Regions from separate parts of the Pan troglodytes genome. Here region 2 is linked to region 1. The links are chromatin contacts, called in public Hi-C maps. All regions are on one chromosome and are shown on one strand. Each heading gives the region's core, a stretch centred on a gene start, on an enhancer-like site or on the middle of the called end of the contact. The rest is flanking DNA. Distances are from core to core; before and after follow the strand shown.

Region 1 (7,673 bases), core at 2,984-5,483:
ATAAAATACAATTTTTCGACCTGACTGGTTTCTGAACGTATGACTCTGGGAAATGTCAAATGTCTTTCTTTAGCTCCAGTCAAATTAGTTTTTTTTTTTTCCCCCTAAGCTGCCTGGAACATGTTAAACACAAGGCTGTGACCTTCAACTCTGAAATAATATTTCTAGTGTCTGTGCAAAAGCCTGCCCTCACATACACCTTTAGACTAATTACTGCAGTGTAATGTTGCCAGTGAACCGCTGTAATTACACTTGGAGAAAAGTATGGTCTTGTTCTTTCCTAGCTAATGAAAATGATAACCTTTCCATTTTGATTCATCATTCACAACAGGCAGAGCACGCGATGCTGGGTCTCCTGGGTATACAGTAATTTTCCTGACTGTTTATGCTCACTTCTATTTTCTGGCCCTGCAGAAGCTGGAATTAAAGAACCAGGCATACTTATGCTAAAAACGGTCAACAGTAATAATAGCAATAACATTAAAATTTAATATCATCCTTACTCCACAATGCCATTCTATAATGAAATAGGGCCACGACACAAGAATGTGCGTCAAAAATGATGATAGCCCAGAAAACAAGTAATGAGCCTTTAAGTCCATCGTATTCAAAATGCTAGCCATCAATTTGTTGGTCTACTTAAGGGTTCTTAAGAGAAGATGTTGGACAGTTTATTCTCAAAGCGCTAGACTGGTAACTGATTCTTAAACAATGACAAAAAAAGGCATTCATTAGATTATTTGAAAACATTGTCCTCTGTGGAAAAAAAATTCTTTAGATACACTTATTAATGGATATAAATGTACTCAAAAGGGGAAGAATGTTCCTTTGAAGTGGAATAGCCATATTTTTAAGTATATATGCTTATGTATTAATTGCCATGGGTATCTTAGTAGCTTTATTTCTTCCTTCTTTGCATTTCAGAAATAACCTAAGTAGAAAGAAAAATTGCAAAACAATTTGGCTTTTCAAAAGTTATTCTTCCCTTCTTTGTGCAGTGATACAAGATACAAAGACCAGGCCCGAGGCAGTTCTACTGAATCAAATCAGACCATGAAGTTTCTTCTAACGAGAATCTCCTTGTGCTTTTCTTCACGCTGGTTGGTTTTCTTCTAGCCGTGTCTACCCCAGTAAGAGGAAGACAATCCGAGGTAGTCTCTTCCCAGCTGGGGGCAAAATCCCATTCTTAGTAACAAAGCTATTTTCATCTGCTGATCGAGAGCCAATAGTAAGAGCAAATAGTTACACAGGAAATGCCACACTGATGCCTTCCTGCCTGGCATCAGGGATCCAAATCTAGTGCTACCTAAACTGCCAGTTCAAAAAGCAGCTGCATTTTAACCACCTGCCTGTACATTCTGAGTATTCTAGAGCATTCAAAGGTATTGCCTATAAAGCTTTTTGTGGAATTAAAAAAAAAAAATTGTGGTAAGAACATATAACATGAAATCTACCCTCTCAACAAACCCGAACAAGTTGACCCTCCTATCACAGAGCCGGCACAAAGTACATCAGGTCTGTTTTTCCCCACACTGGGCAAGCTCTGTCATGCCCAGGCAGCCTGGGAAAGTGCTCAATATTGAAAACTGAAGTCCTATGGACAGATACTGCCAGTAAGATCTATCCAGGAGATCTGATTCATGGAAAGGGCCCGTGGAGCCAACACTGGATATAAGTGTAGAACTTTTTTATGAAAAGCTCAAACCTAAAAATTGAACAGAATTTCCATTCACTTCCACCCCCTTGATCTATTCCCACTGGTCTCTCTCAGCCATTACTTGGCAAGTCTAGGCCAGTCTTCTTTGAGAGCAGATTCTCAGAAAGGGACCTACTCATAAAAGTAGGTTGTGCACCTTAAATAGATACAATTTTATTTGTCAGTTGAAAAGATGAAAAAGAAGAAGCCACAAAATACTTGGAGGAAATATAAATTATTAGACATGTAACATGTTGATGAAACATTTTTAACATAATGCTATGTTGCCATAAATGAGAAGTTTTTAACTACTGATTTAAAAAAGTATATTAAGATTGTCATAAACAAAGTCAAAAAGCAAATAGAAAAAATTGCAAGTATGACATATATACTAATGACATGTTATATGTTATATAATATGAAGAGCCTTTACAAAACAGTAAGAAAACAATAAATGTTCCCAACAGAAAAACAAACTGCTAAAAAAGCAATTCAAAACCAAAAATCTAAATTATCTACATACAGCACATATATGAAAAAAGTTTCACTTCATTTTCAACAAATAAACACTAAAATAAGGAAATGTCCTTTTTTTTCACAAATGGGCAAAAATATGTATGAAACTGGGCTGTGCTTCTGGGAAAAATTTTTTTTCATACATTCCCCATCCCCAAAAGGTACACAAGTGACCAGTGATAACATTTAATAGGTCACTTTCTTGGAAAGTGCTTGTAGAAGTTTTGTTTCACTAACGACACAAAAAGTAAGCCAAATTTAAAAAAAGAGAAAAGCAAAAGCAAAAGCATTGGAGAGAGAGATTGTTTATGTAATCTAGTAATCTGCAGCAACTACTTGCCAACTCCCCTCACACCTTCATTGCTCCAAGTCCTCATTCCAAAAGCATGGGGAGTCAGGCAACTCAGTGAGCTACACCACCAGGTATTACCAATGGTATAAAACTCAGAATAATTCCGAGAAAGATTCAGACATTTGGAAGAAAAAAAGGTGTGGGTGTGGTATGCAGGACGCTTTCTAATTATCTTTATGGCATAAGAAAGCTTCTTTTCAAATACTAAATCATGAGAAAGGATGGATAAGCTCCAGCCTACCCAACTTCTAAATGAGAATTTTTAAAATCATGAATTCAGAGCTGGATTGGATAGAAGAGAGGACTTCAGAGATCATTTAGGACAAACTCTTCATATTACAGATGAGAATACAGGCCCCTTAGAGATTAAGTGACTTGGTCAAGGTCACATACCTCATAATATTTAATCTATAAAGTTAAAAATGGATTCTATCCTGTATCCTGCCAGTTGTTTTAGGCAAGTGGTGAATTACCCAATTACTTTAAAACTGCACCATGTATACAGTAGTCCTAGCCATATGTGGCCACTGGGCACTTAAAATGTGGCGAATCTCAATTGAGATGTGTTATCAAACACACACCAGTGCAAAGTACACACCGGATTTCAAAAATTTCACATGAATAAAAGAATGTAAGACATCTCATTAATTTCTATACTGAATACAGGCTGAAATGATAATAGTTTTGATATACGGGAGTAAATAAAATATATTATTCAAACAAATTTCACCTGTTTCTTTTTACGCTGTTAATGTGGCTATCAAAAAATGTGAAGTAACATCTGTGGTTCATACCATATTTTTATTGGAGAGGGCTGCTCTAAAACATTATGATGTTGTTTTTAAAAATTTAACGGAAATCTACCATTTCACTGTTTTAGAAAGGATATTAGTCATTTTTCAAAAAAATTTAAAAAAAAAAACTCACCACACTCTTAATTGTGGTAATCATGTAAATGTAATGTTTTAGTTTTAGGAAGGAATGTATACATGTCTATAAACTGTAAAGGCAGGAATTTTGAATAGCAAAATTGCTCTTTTTGACCATTAAATTATTCTTGCTTCCATTTTTCTGGTTGACCACAGCCTCTCTAAAACCTTATGGCATGATCAGCTTGCTCACTGTTTTTAGGGAAATCCAGGCAACCAAGGAGAGGCCATCTACATTTTCCAATCTGTCATCTTCCATTCAGTGTGGCTGCAAAAGCAACCATATAAAAAACACCGGCATTTGGACTTAAAAGGCAGAAAGTAATCATTATCAAAAAATTCATTTTTAAAAAATAAGCCAAAAATGAATGTCCAAAATAGGAACTGCCTTTGGTAAGATAAATCTTACATTCCCCCCCATTCCCCAAAGAATTCAGCATAGATGTGAGCAATAAATAACACGTGCAGTACACCCCACCACCTTTCAACCATTTGCCAGTCAGGATTGAGGCTGAGGAAGCAGAAAAGATTAAGCAGAAATCAAAGAGAGCCAAGCTCTAATGGTGTCTAATTAGCATAACAAAAGGCACTGCCACAATCTTTCAGCAGTGGGCAATACATCTCATTAAAGAAGACTGAATAACAATTATTCTCTCCTGACCCCCCCCGCCCCACCCCCATACTTCTTGGCTTAGCTCTGGGAGACCCTGAGAGCCCGGCTCCAAGAGCTTCTGCATTATTGGCCAGGCATTCAGGCTGCAGGGGAAAGAGCCCACTTGTATTACTGTGCACCTGCATCTCAATGCTTTATTCTGATTTCCTCTCCTGCTGTGAAAATGTAGCTTCCTCAAGTACATACAAGTCCTGATATGCAGTTTATAGGAATATAATATTGAGAAATGTCAATGATGACCTAAAAAATGAATACTACTTCTTCTAAAACATCTTTCTTGAAAGAAAATTGATCTAGTATTTATTTCTCTTCACCTATTCTATTTCCCCCTTAGTATTACTTCACTGTCTCAGACTTAATGAAGCTAAATTGAAATTCTAACAAATTTTATTGCAACCAGTAATTTGCTGTGTGCACACACAGGCACGCACACACACATAGATACGTAGACACATCATGCCATTTAAGTGGGAATACTTTGGTTCAGACCTATCCTCGCTCCCTATTTCCCCTTGATGTAGACAAGTGAGAAAATAGATGAATTTCAAAGAAAATCGAGATTGCAGGTGAGCATGTAGGTAGTTTTTGTATACATTTAAACCAAGAATAAAAGATTCTACTTAAATCAATAATTTAAAAATTCTTTCAGGGTGATTACTAACAAAGATAAAAGCTTTAAGCAATCCTATGTACTTTTTCATATCAATCTACTTTGGGGGAAGGATTGAGTGGGAAGGTGAGAGAAAGGACACAGTTATTTAGTCCAAACAATTTTCAATTCTGAGCTATATTTTTTGATCAGTAACACCTTTCAAAAGAAATTTAGTATGAGGGCTGCTTTTTTTTTTTTAATGGCCTCTCCTGCCAAACACAATAGTACATTGTCTACTTAAACCTGAACATTGCCATGTCTGCAAGTTGTTCTAGGAAAAGCTGTTTATCACAGATGTAGATAGGAACCACTGCAACAGTTCCTGAGACTAAATAGCAGAAACGAAGCCAACTCAAGGAGTAGCTGGGAAAACCTATATAGTATGTCTGGATTTTCAAACTGCTACAAAATTACTGCATTGTAGGAACTAAGAGACCTTGAGAATATTCAAATCATAGGCTGGGTACTGTGGCTCACCCTGTAATCCTAGCACTTTGGGAGGGTGAGGTGGGTAGATCACTTGAGCCCAGGAGTTTGAGACCAGCCTGGGCAACATGGTGAAACCCCATCTCTACAGAAAAAAAAAAAAAAAAAATTAGCTGCACGTGGTAGTGCACACCTGTAGTCCTAGCTATAGCTACTCCAGAGGCTGAGGTGGGAGGATTGCTTGTGCCCAGGAGGTCAAGGCACCAGTGAGCTATGAATGTGCCACTGTACTCCAGCCTGGGAACAGAGTGAGACCCTGTCTCAAATAAATAAATTAATTAATTAAATAAAAGCATTGGCTGGAGGCCTAAGGTGCGATATTTTAATGCTATGATACTTCGCACATGATAGTATACAGTTAAAATAAACCTTAGAAGATCACTTGAATTCTAAAAGGCCTTTCTCTGCGTGGTGAACTACTCAGCATTTAAGAGCTGGTTTCTGCGTGGTGGCTCATGCCTGTAATCTCAGCACTTTGGGCAGGCGGAGGTGGGTGGATCACTTGAGGCCAGGAGTTAGAGACCAGCCTGGCCAACATGGTGAAACCCCATGTCTACTAAAAATACAAAAATTAGCCAGGCATGGTGGTGGGTGTCTACAATCCCAGCTACTCAGGAGGCTGAGGCAGGAGAATTGCTTGAACCTGGGAGGTAGAGATTGCAGTAAGCCGAGGTCGTGCCATTGCACTCCAGCCTGGGAGACAGAGCGAGACTCCATCTCAAAAAAAAAAAAAAAAAAGGTCAAAGAAATGTATTTTGGGGTAAAATATTTTCATTTTTTTAGGGCCTGTTATCTGTCATGTGATGCTATACCAGAATCAGGTTGGAATCTGGTATCTTATTGTTACAAAAAGTCTGTTTTGTCAGTCTTAAGTTCTCTGTTTTAATGTTACTGCTGGTCAGCTGTACCTGAATTCCAAACAGAGGAGAGCATAATGAGGCATGTCCAACCTACCCATCCAACCCCCAGTCCCTGCTTCCTCTCATGGCCTAAAGTATCAGTTTTTCAGGTTAACTTTGAATGCCCCTGGCCAAGAGGAGGGCTGCATTCAGTTGGTTGGGGGGCTTAGAATTTTATTTCTGGTTTACAACAGTAATGATGTGGCTTGGGTCTTGAGTTGTCTTCAGATTAATAGCCTGGCTTTTGGGAGTCAGTGGCAGAAGTAATAATATGGAGGAGGTCCAACAGCAGGTGCAGGACAAGTTAGATTATTGTTGGTAACATAACCCGCAGCACTTCTACTATCTCCAGGATGGTCTATATTTAACTAAATTCCAACTTCACACACATCTTCCATTTATTATAAGAAGACAGCTCTGTGAGCTGAAACACATTCATAACTTCAACATTACTACTGGACATCTTTATTCAAGTAGTCATGAGGGAATTTTAATTTCAAGTAGAAAACTGTCTTGGAGCTCTAATTGCTGCTTCAGAGAGGAGTAACTTTTAGAAAGCAACACTGTGTGGATATGTGACTAGTTACTTAGAGTCTAGATTATTGTTAAATATGCTAAAAAAGCAAAAAGGTGCCGGAGGAATTAGGATCCTGGGCTTGAGCACAGGTCAGCACTCCTGGTGGGCGTACTGCCAGCCCTCTGGAGGAACCCTGTCTGAAAAGCAGAGGGACCTCTTTGCTCCCTTTTCAAAGCCATGGCTCAAAAGGGTTGCAGAAATGTAAGACTAAACGTATTTAATGGGAAGAGAGTAGGAAAATTCTCCAATATTGATAAATCTGCAATTCATTTTTTTCAGTAGCTATTGGAAAGACGAATTATGCTGGAAAAAAAAAAAAAAACCTAGAGCAGCTTACTGTCATTTCTAAAACATGATCCTATGCCTGCTTGAAAGAGTTAAGGCTGTATAAATATTTATCATTCTTCTTTCAAAAGGATAAGAAAAATTCCCTTTGCATACATGAATTTTAGATTGCAAGGCAAACATGAAGAGATGGTCAGGGGCCCATCATCTTAATGAGGATATGGTAATGATAATGATTTTTTTAAGCTTGCTTATATGTGATCAAAACCTAGAGATTTTGATTTTATACTAAGGCATGCACAGAGCCAAGAATAGTTAATGCTTTTAGGAGCATATGGATGGGATGACGGGAATACCATCAAGGGCTTACAGTGGGACCAGGGTGAAAGATTCATTAAAAGTGATAAATAGGATATGCCTTTCTTAATGTTTTTCAATTGCATATTCAGTACAGCAGGACAGTGACTATGCATTTTAACTGTTCTTTATTTTTAAGAGAGCTGCCAGATTTTAATCGCAGATTAAACAGTTATTTGCAAATGAGTACCCCTTCATTAACATACCAGAATCATAATAATAAACAATTCTGTTTCTAAACAGTACACAGG
Region 2 (7,001 bases), core at 610-3,109, 400 kb before region 1:
CCTGCATTTGTAACAATTGTACCATTTTCCTCTCATAACCAGTGACTAGCACACAGTAGGCTTAAGCTGTTCATGCCAATGCCAACTCATTATTCCTTTCCTTCGATTTTCTCAAGAAAACAAGCAGAAGACGAATGTTTGCAGGGCCACTTGGATTGCAAGCATGAATACAGGCTTCTGCTTCTATTCTAGAGGCAGAGAGGCACGGCACCCGGGGAGAGCCTGGGTTTGTCTGCAGCCAGCCGGCTCCCAATCTGGGGAGAAGCAGCCGCCAGGTGGCATCGCTGAGCCTCCCTGCGCCCGCGAGGCGAGGTAGGAAATCGTGGGGATAGTCAGTCTTCTTTCTTCTCCCCCTTCCTCCTCTCCCGACCCCCCTACCACTCCCTACCACTGTACCTTCTTTAGTTAGAGGCTTAAACGCTCAACGAGTAACAGGGTATGTCGATGAATTCTGATTTTTTTTCATAAATCAAAGTTTAGGGCAACCACCCGCCGCCTCCTGCTCACTTGTCAGGAGCTCCGGGTGACTGGGGAAGCCTAGACCAGCTTCCTGTCTGGATCAGGTAACCCAAGTCGGGGGATTATCAATTTCAGTTTCCCTGTCTTCTTGCTAAAGTGAATGCAGTTTCTCCGGCTTCCGAGAGCGGCTGCAGAGAAACGACGCGCCTTACTTAAGGACGCCAGTGCAAAGGCCACTCCCTACTCAAAAAAAAAAAAAAAAAAAAAAAAAAAGAGGTTTCCTTCAGGCAGAACGCCTTCCGGAGCGCAGCGACTCGGTCTCGCAGGCACAGCGCTCTCCCTGGCTTAAGCTCGCCGAGGATTAATGGTGCTCAGCCTCGCTCCGCCGCGGCAGCCGAACCTCTCCTTTCGCTTACAGTTACAGGGAGGAAATAAATTGGAATCGACTCAGACTGTGCTTTCTGGAGGAAAGTCCTTCCTACTGTAAACATGTTTCAGGCGATCCTGTCAGCAGCATTTTAACACCCGTCTTCCGTTTAGGTTTTACGACCGGGGAAGGAGCTGAAGACACGCGCGCGCACACACACACAAACGCGCGCGCACACGCAGCCCAAGCGAGGACACCTCCCGCACCCTCGCGGGCTCCCAGCCCTCCTTTGAATTTGCAACCGGTCGCGGATAGGTTGGGGGGGTCGTTTCCCAGGAGCTTGGCTCCTCTATCCTCCTACCTCATCCCCTGGCCCTTGGAGATGCTGTCCAGTTCCGTCACTGACCAGAACTGACAGCCACTTGGCCCCCTGCTCTCTTGGGTGCCCAGCATCCTTTGCTCTGGACGACTAAATGCTCTCTGTGAGCCTTGCTTGGATGGTACGGTGCGCGCTGTGCGTGTGGGACCCACTCTTCGGCAGGCACACGACCTTCGTACACCGGCTGGGCAACCACCCACTTCATCCCCTCCCCGGACCCCGCAGGCTGAGGCCCCATTGAGAGCGCAGCTGCAGCGTCTCTTTCAGGAGGGCAGAGCAGGCTGCGCGTGCACGGCGCGCGGGGGGAGGAAAAGGGCTGAGAGCTGAGGGAAGTCGACAATTGATTGCACCCCAGTCTTCAAGCGTCCCTTCTCCGCGGATCACGGAGGGACAGACGTGCATTGGCGCCTTCCCTCGATCCCTCGCTCGTGCAGGAAAGACTGGACGGTGGGGGCTCTCTGAGTTTGCGAGGGCCACGGAGGCGCCCCAGGGTGCCAGGCGCCCTTGTCAAGGGCCGCGCCCGAAGCTCCAGATTCAGTCCCCAGCACCTGTAGGAGGCGGTTTCGGGTCTGAGAGAAGGGAACATATGGCAGGTAGTTAACAGGGAGAGGCTGCGCTCTGGGCGCAGTTACGAGGAAGCCAAGCTCTGCGGAAGGTCTCGGCTCGCTTTGTCCTCCTTGGATCAGCTGGTCTCTGCCTTTCCGCTGGCAGCCGCGGCAGTCAGGCCCTGGCGCAAGCGTCCGGGTGGAGCTGCCTACACGACCCGGGGTGGCAGGGGTTGAGGGGGCGGCAAAACCACCCCAGTGGCCCCAGCAGGCGGTCTAGGTGGGGCACGCCCCACGGGCTTCCCACCCCCAACGCAACAGCCCGTTGTTGCAATTACAGTTTTAGCCCCGTGGGGGAAAGCGGGTGATTTCGCTTTTGGAAAAACACTTCAAGAGCAACCCTAAGCCAGCGTTACAAGCCAGTTGACCTGCTATTGGAGGTTGTGCGAGGGCGGGCTGGGGCGCGCGCGTCTGCCAGGGAGGGAATCCCGCTGGGGAGTGGGCAGAGGGAAGCAGAGCAAAATGTCAGATAACAGAAAGAGGGGAGGCGGAGGAAGAAAGGCGCTTGATTGCGGGGAAGTGGGAAGGCACGGAGACCGCATTGGCTGCTAAGTGACGCGGGTCAGGAGGAGAGGGACGCGTGCGTGGCGGGTAGCGACTGTAGGACGCACGGGCCCCCTCGCCAGGCAACCGATCTCCTTTCTTCCAGCCCTTCCCCTCCCATGTTCCCGCCGTAGTCAGACGTCACACTTGGCGCAGACAGCTTTGGGGGAACTCATAGGGATGGGAGGGGTGGGGCAGGGACCGTAGAACCCAGTGCCCCAGACCGCGCCTGGAGTGCAGTACACCTGGCACCCGGGACTCGCCATCTGCTCCCAGCTACCGCCTCTCGGGCCAGGGGTGTGGGCCTGGAGAAAGATAAGAGTACCGCGTGGGAGTGGATGGCCTGGCGTCAACCGCCTCAATGAACTCAGTCAATCAACGTTTATGGTGCTCCTACTGTGTGCCGAGCGCAGCCTCGGTCCCCTCCAGCTGCTGGGCTGGGAAACTGCACCATCTGTTCAGTTAATCAGCAAGCTAGAAAAGAATTCTGTGTATATGGTTGTAAAATAAGTTCAAAATTCTGACAATAATGCATATGCAAATTTGCCATGAAAGGAGGGTGATAGAGATAGTTTGGGGATCTGGAAAAGTGTTGGGTCTAGCAGTACAGAGGTTTTGTGATTTTTCACTGCTTCCTGAAGCATGAAACTCCATCCTTCCTGTCCCACATTCCAAGTTAAAAAAATAATTTAGTGACACTTTATCTGGCTATCACGATTCAAAAATAACTGAAGGCTAGTACTTAAAACACTCAAACTTAACTCATTAATTTCAAAAATATCAGACCCAAACCGCTGCCTTATTGTAACAAATATTTTGTAATATAACTTTACTCTCCTGAAATAAAATCTGTGGATTATGTAACTTACTATGCACAAAATTAAAAAAGAAACCATAATGTTCAAACTACAATATTAAAGGAGAAATACACAGTAGGTAATTTATAATAAGATAATATACATTTCAAATATGCATGGTAGGGCTGTATTTCACTAGAACACCCAAAATGTTGTCCAAAAATTTAAAAATTATCCCTAGGAGTACTACTGCCTAGGTGTGAATTATGCACTATGGGTGGCAGGCAAACGCTAAATAATGAGGATGCTACTTGTATTCTGAGTTCTTAAATTTACAGTGGATGTGGTAGATTCTTGTAATAAATCGTCCTTCTAGTACGTGTGCTTTTATGTGGACCTTTTTCTCTCTGATTCTGGATTTGGTCACTGAGTTGCTTTGGGAAATGGGGCATTAGCAAGCATGAGACAAACAGACTTCACAAGTGCCCATGTACTGGGGCTTGTCCATTGAAACCGTCGTGTTGTGAACCTACTCCAGTGAGACCATGAAAACATCATGTTGTGAACTACCTTCAGCAGTTGATCTTACTCGAGGATTGAAGGCCCCATAGGGAAAACCAAGGTGCCCCTCCAAGGCCAGCATCCCAGGCATGTGACTGAGGCCATCTTGGACTCTCCAGTTTTGGTTGGGTTGTCAGATGACTGCAGCCACAGGAGCGATTCCAGATGGGTACAACAGAAGAATCACTCAGATTGACACCCCACAGAATTATGAGAACTAATAAGTTGCGTTAAATCACTATGCTTTGGGTAGTTTGTTATGCGGTAATAGAGGTCAGAGTTGTATTAATTACAATGCCATTTGATAGATGCCAAAATATAAGTTCATGCAGGAAGGTAACTTTTTCTTAATGACTCTAGATCTTTATTAAAAATTCAGTCAGTATTTTCACCAATGCCCATAGTGTATATGGGAGTTAGCTAAAATTGAATAACCCCATGGAAAAAGACATTCCATGCAAATAGACACCAAAAGCGAGCAGGAGTACCTATTCTTTTTTTTTTTTTTTTTTTTTTTGAGATGGAGTCTCACTCTGTCGTCCAGGCTGGAGTGCAGTGGCATGATCTTGGCTCACTGCAACCTCCGCCTCGCGGGTTCAAGCGATTCTCCTGCCTTAGCCTCCCGAGTAGCGGGGGTTACAGGCACCCACCACGACGCCCAACTAATTTTTGTATTTTTAGTAGAGACGGGGCTTCACCATGTTGGCCAGGCTGGCTCTTGAACTTCTGACCTCAGGTGATTCACCTGCCTTGGCGTCCCAAAGTGCTGGGATTACAGGCGTAAGCCACTGTGCCCAGCGGCGGAGTATCTATTCTTATATCAGGTAAAACAAAGTTTATTTTTTTGTTTATTATTATTTTTCGAGACAGACTTTCACTCCTATCGCCCAGGCTGGAGTACAATGGTGTGAACTCAGCTCACTGCAACCTCCGCCTCCCAAGTTCAAGTGATTCTCCTGCCTTAGCCTCCCCAGTAGCTGGGATTACAGACATCTGCCACCACACCTAGCTAATTTTTGTATTTTTAGTAGAGACGGGGTTTCCCCATGTTGGCCAGGCTGGTCTTGAAATCCTGACCTCAGGTGATTTACCCGTGTTGGCCTCCCAAAGTGCTGGGATTACAGGCATGAGCCACTGTGCCCGGCCAAAACAAATTTTAAAACAACAGCAGTTTAAAAGACAATGAGGGACATTATATAATGATAAAAGACCTTGTCCAACAAGAAAATATCACAATTCTATATATATATGCACCTAACATGAACTCCCAAATTATAAAATAATTACTAGTAGGCCTAAGAAATGAGATAGAAAGTAACACAATAATACTGGGGAACTTCAGTACTCCACTGACAGCACTAGACAGGTCATCAAGACAGAAAGTCAACAAGGAAACACTGGATTTAAACTATACCCTGAAACAAACGGACTTAACAGATATTTACAGAACATTCTACCCAACAACAGCAGAATATTCATTCTATTCATCAGTGCATGGAACTTTCTCTAAGATAGATCATATGATAGGCCACAAAACAAGCCTCAATAAATTTAAGAAAATTGAAATTATATCAGGCACTCTCTCAGACCACAGTGGAATAAAACTAGAAATCAACTCCAAAAGGAACCTTCAAAGCCATGCAAATACATGGAAATTAAGTAACCTGCTGCTGAATGATCACTGGGTCAAAAATAAAATCAAGATGGAAATTTAAAAATTCTTCTAACTGAATGACAATAGTAATACAATCTATTAAAACCTCTGAGATAACAGCAAAAGCAGTGCTAAGAGGAAACTTCATAGTCCTAAATGCCTACATTAAAAAGTCTGAAAGAGCACAGATGGATAATCTAAGGTCACACCTCAAGGAACTAGAGAAACAAGAACAAACCAAACCCAAACTTAGCAGAAGAAAGGAAATAACCAAAATCAGAGCAGAACCAAAAGAAATTGAAACAAACAAACAAAAAATGCAAAAGATAAATGAAACAAAAAGCTGGTTCTTTGAAAAGATAAATAAAATGGATAGACTGTTAGCAAGATTAACCAAGAAAAGAAGAGAGAAAATCCAAATAAGCTCAATTAGAAATTAAATGGGGCCAGGTGCGGTGGCTCATGCCTGTAATCCCAGTGCTTTGGGAGGCCAAGGCAGGCAGATCACCTGAGTTCAGGAGTTCAAGACCAGCCTGGCCAACATGGTAAAACCTCATCTCTACTAAAAATACAAAAATTAGCCAGTCATGGTGGCATGCGCCTGTAATCCCAGCTACTCAGGAGGCTGAGGCAGGAGAATCGCTTGAACCTGGGAGGCAGGGGTGGGAGTGAGCTGAGATTGTACCACTGCACTTCAGCCTGGGCAACAGAGTGAGATTCTGTCTCAAAAAAAAAAAAAAAAAAAAGAAATGAAATGGGAGATATTGAGATATTTATTACAACTGACACTACAGAGATACAAAAGATCATTCAAGGCGACTAAGAACACCTTTACGCACATAAACTAGAAAACCTAGAGGAGATGGATAAATTCCTGGAAAGATACAACCCTCCTAGCCTAAATCAGGAAGAATCAGATACCCTGACCAGTCCAATAAACAGTGAGATTGAAATGGAAATTAAAAAAATTACCAACAAAAAAAAGTCCAGAACCAGATGGATTCACAGCTGAATTCTACCAGACATTCAAAAAAGAATTGGTACCAATCCTACTGACACTATTCCACAAGACAGAGAAAGAAGGAATCCTCCCTAAATCATTTTATGAATCCAGTATCGCCCTAATAACAAAACCAGGAAAAGACATAACCAAAAACGGAAACTATAGACACTGTTCTTTTTTAAAGATTCCAAAAAGTCATTAGATGTGAATACTTCTGCTTTTAAGTACAATGTAGTAATAACAGAAAGCAATTACAACTAGAAAAAAGACATTTTACATTAAAGATAACAAAGATATATAGATGCATATGAGACTGGAAGAAATAAATTCTAGAGAGAGAAATGTCTTTGTTATATGAACCTAGATTGCTGGCCATTGTCTTGCCTGGGGCATTTTCTGAGTCTGGACACAGGCTTTCATAGACAGAGCAAGCAACTGTACTAAAGGGAAAAAAACAGAATTGTCTTATTGCCAGTTGAGTCAGCATGGACAAATTGGAATCTACAAGATCATCAAATGAATAGCTGTCTTCCTCACAGATTACTCACTGAATGCTAGGGCAGTATAGCAGACTGGTAGGCTGAGCCACAAAGACAGAGAGAAATCAACTGAAGGCCAAGTCATGCTCAAGGC

Evidence for each region. A called contact is a pair of places that touch in the nucleus more often than the background predicts.
Region 2: a Hi-C map of stem cell-derived neural progenitor cells shows a contact between it and region 1, with 9 times the contacts expected there. The contact joins two enhancer-like sites. A contact is called at or near these places in 1 of 7 Hi-C or Micro-C datasets (stem cell-derived neural progenitor cells) and 1 of 1 datasets of contacts at active chromatin or transcription factors (stem cell-derived excitatory neurons).

The regions. Positions count from the first base shown.
Region 1 is chr5:27,133,146-27,140,818 of NHGRI_mPanTro3-v2.0_pri, reverse strand. The region is part of intron 13 of CDKAL1 (CDK5 regulatory subunit associated protein 1 like 1); the gene reads right to left. Among named protein-coding and RNA genes, the nearest start is that of SOX4, 410 kb to the left of the region's middle. Within about 2 kb of position 4,233, at least 4 of the 24 cell types and tissues checked have an H3K27ac peak or open chromatin away from gene starts, as enhancers often do. A contact at or near this core is called in stem cell-derived neural progenitor cells, where this site is marked.
Region 2 is chr5:27,532,744-27,539,744 of NHGRI_mPanTro3-v2.0_pri, reverse strand. No RefSeq gene overlaps it. Among named protein-coding and RNA genes, the nearest start is that of SOX4, 5.9 kb to the left of the region's middle. Within about 2 kb of position 1,859, at least 18 of the 24 cell types and tissues checked have an H3K27ac peak or open chromatin away from gene starts, as enhancers often do. A contact at or near this core is called in stem cell-derived neural progenitor cells, where this site is marked.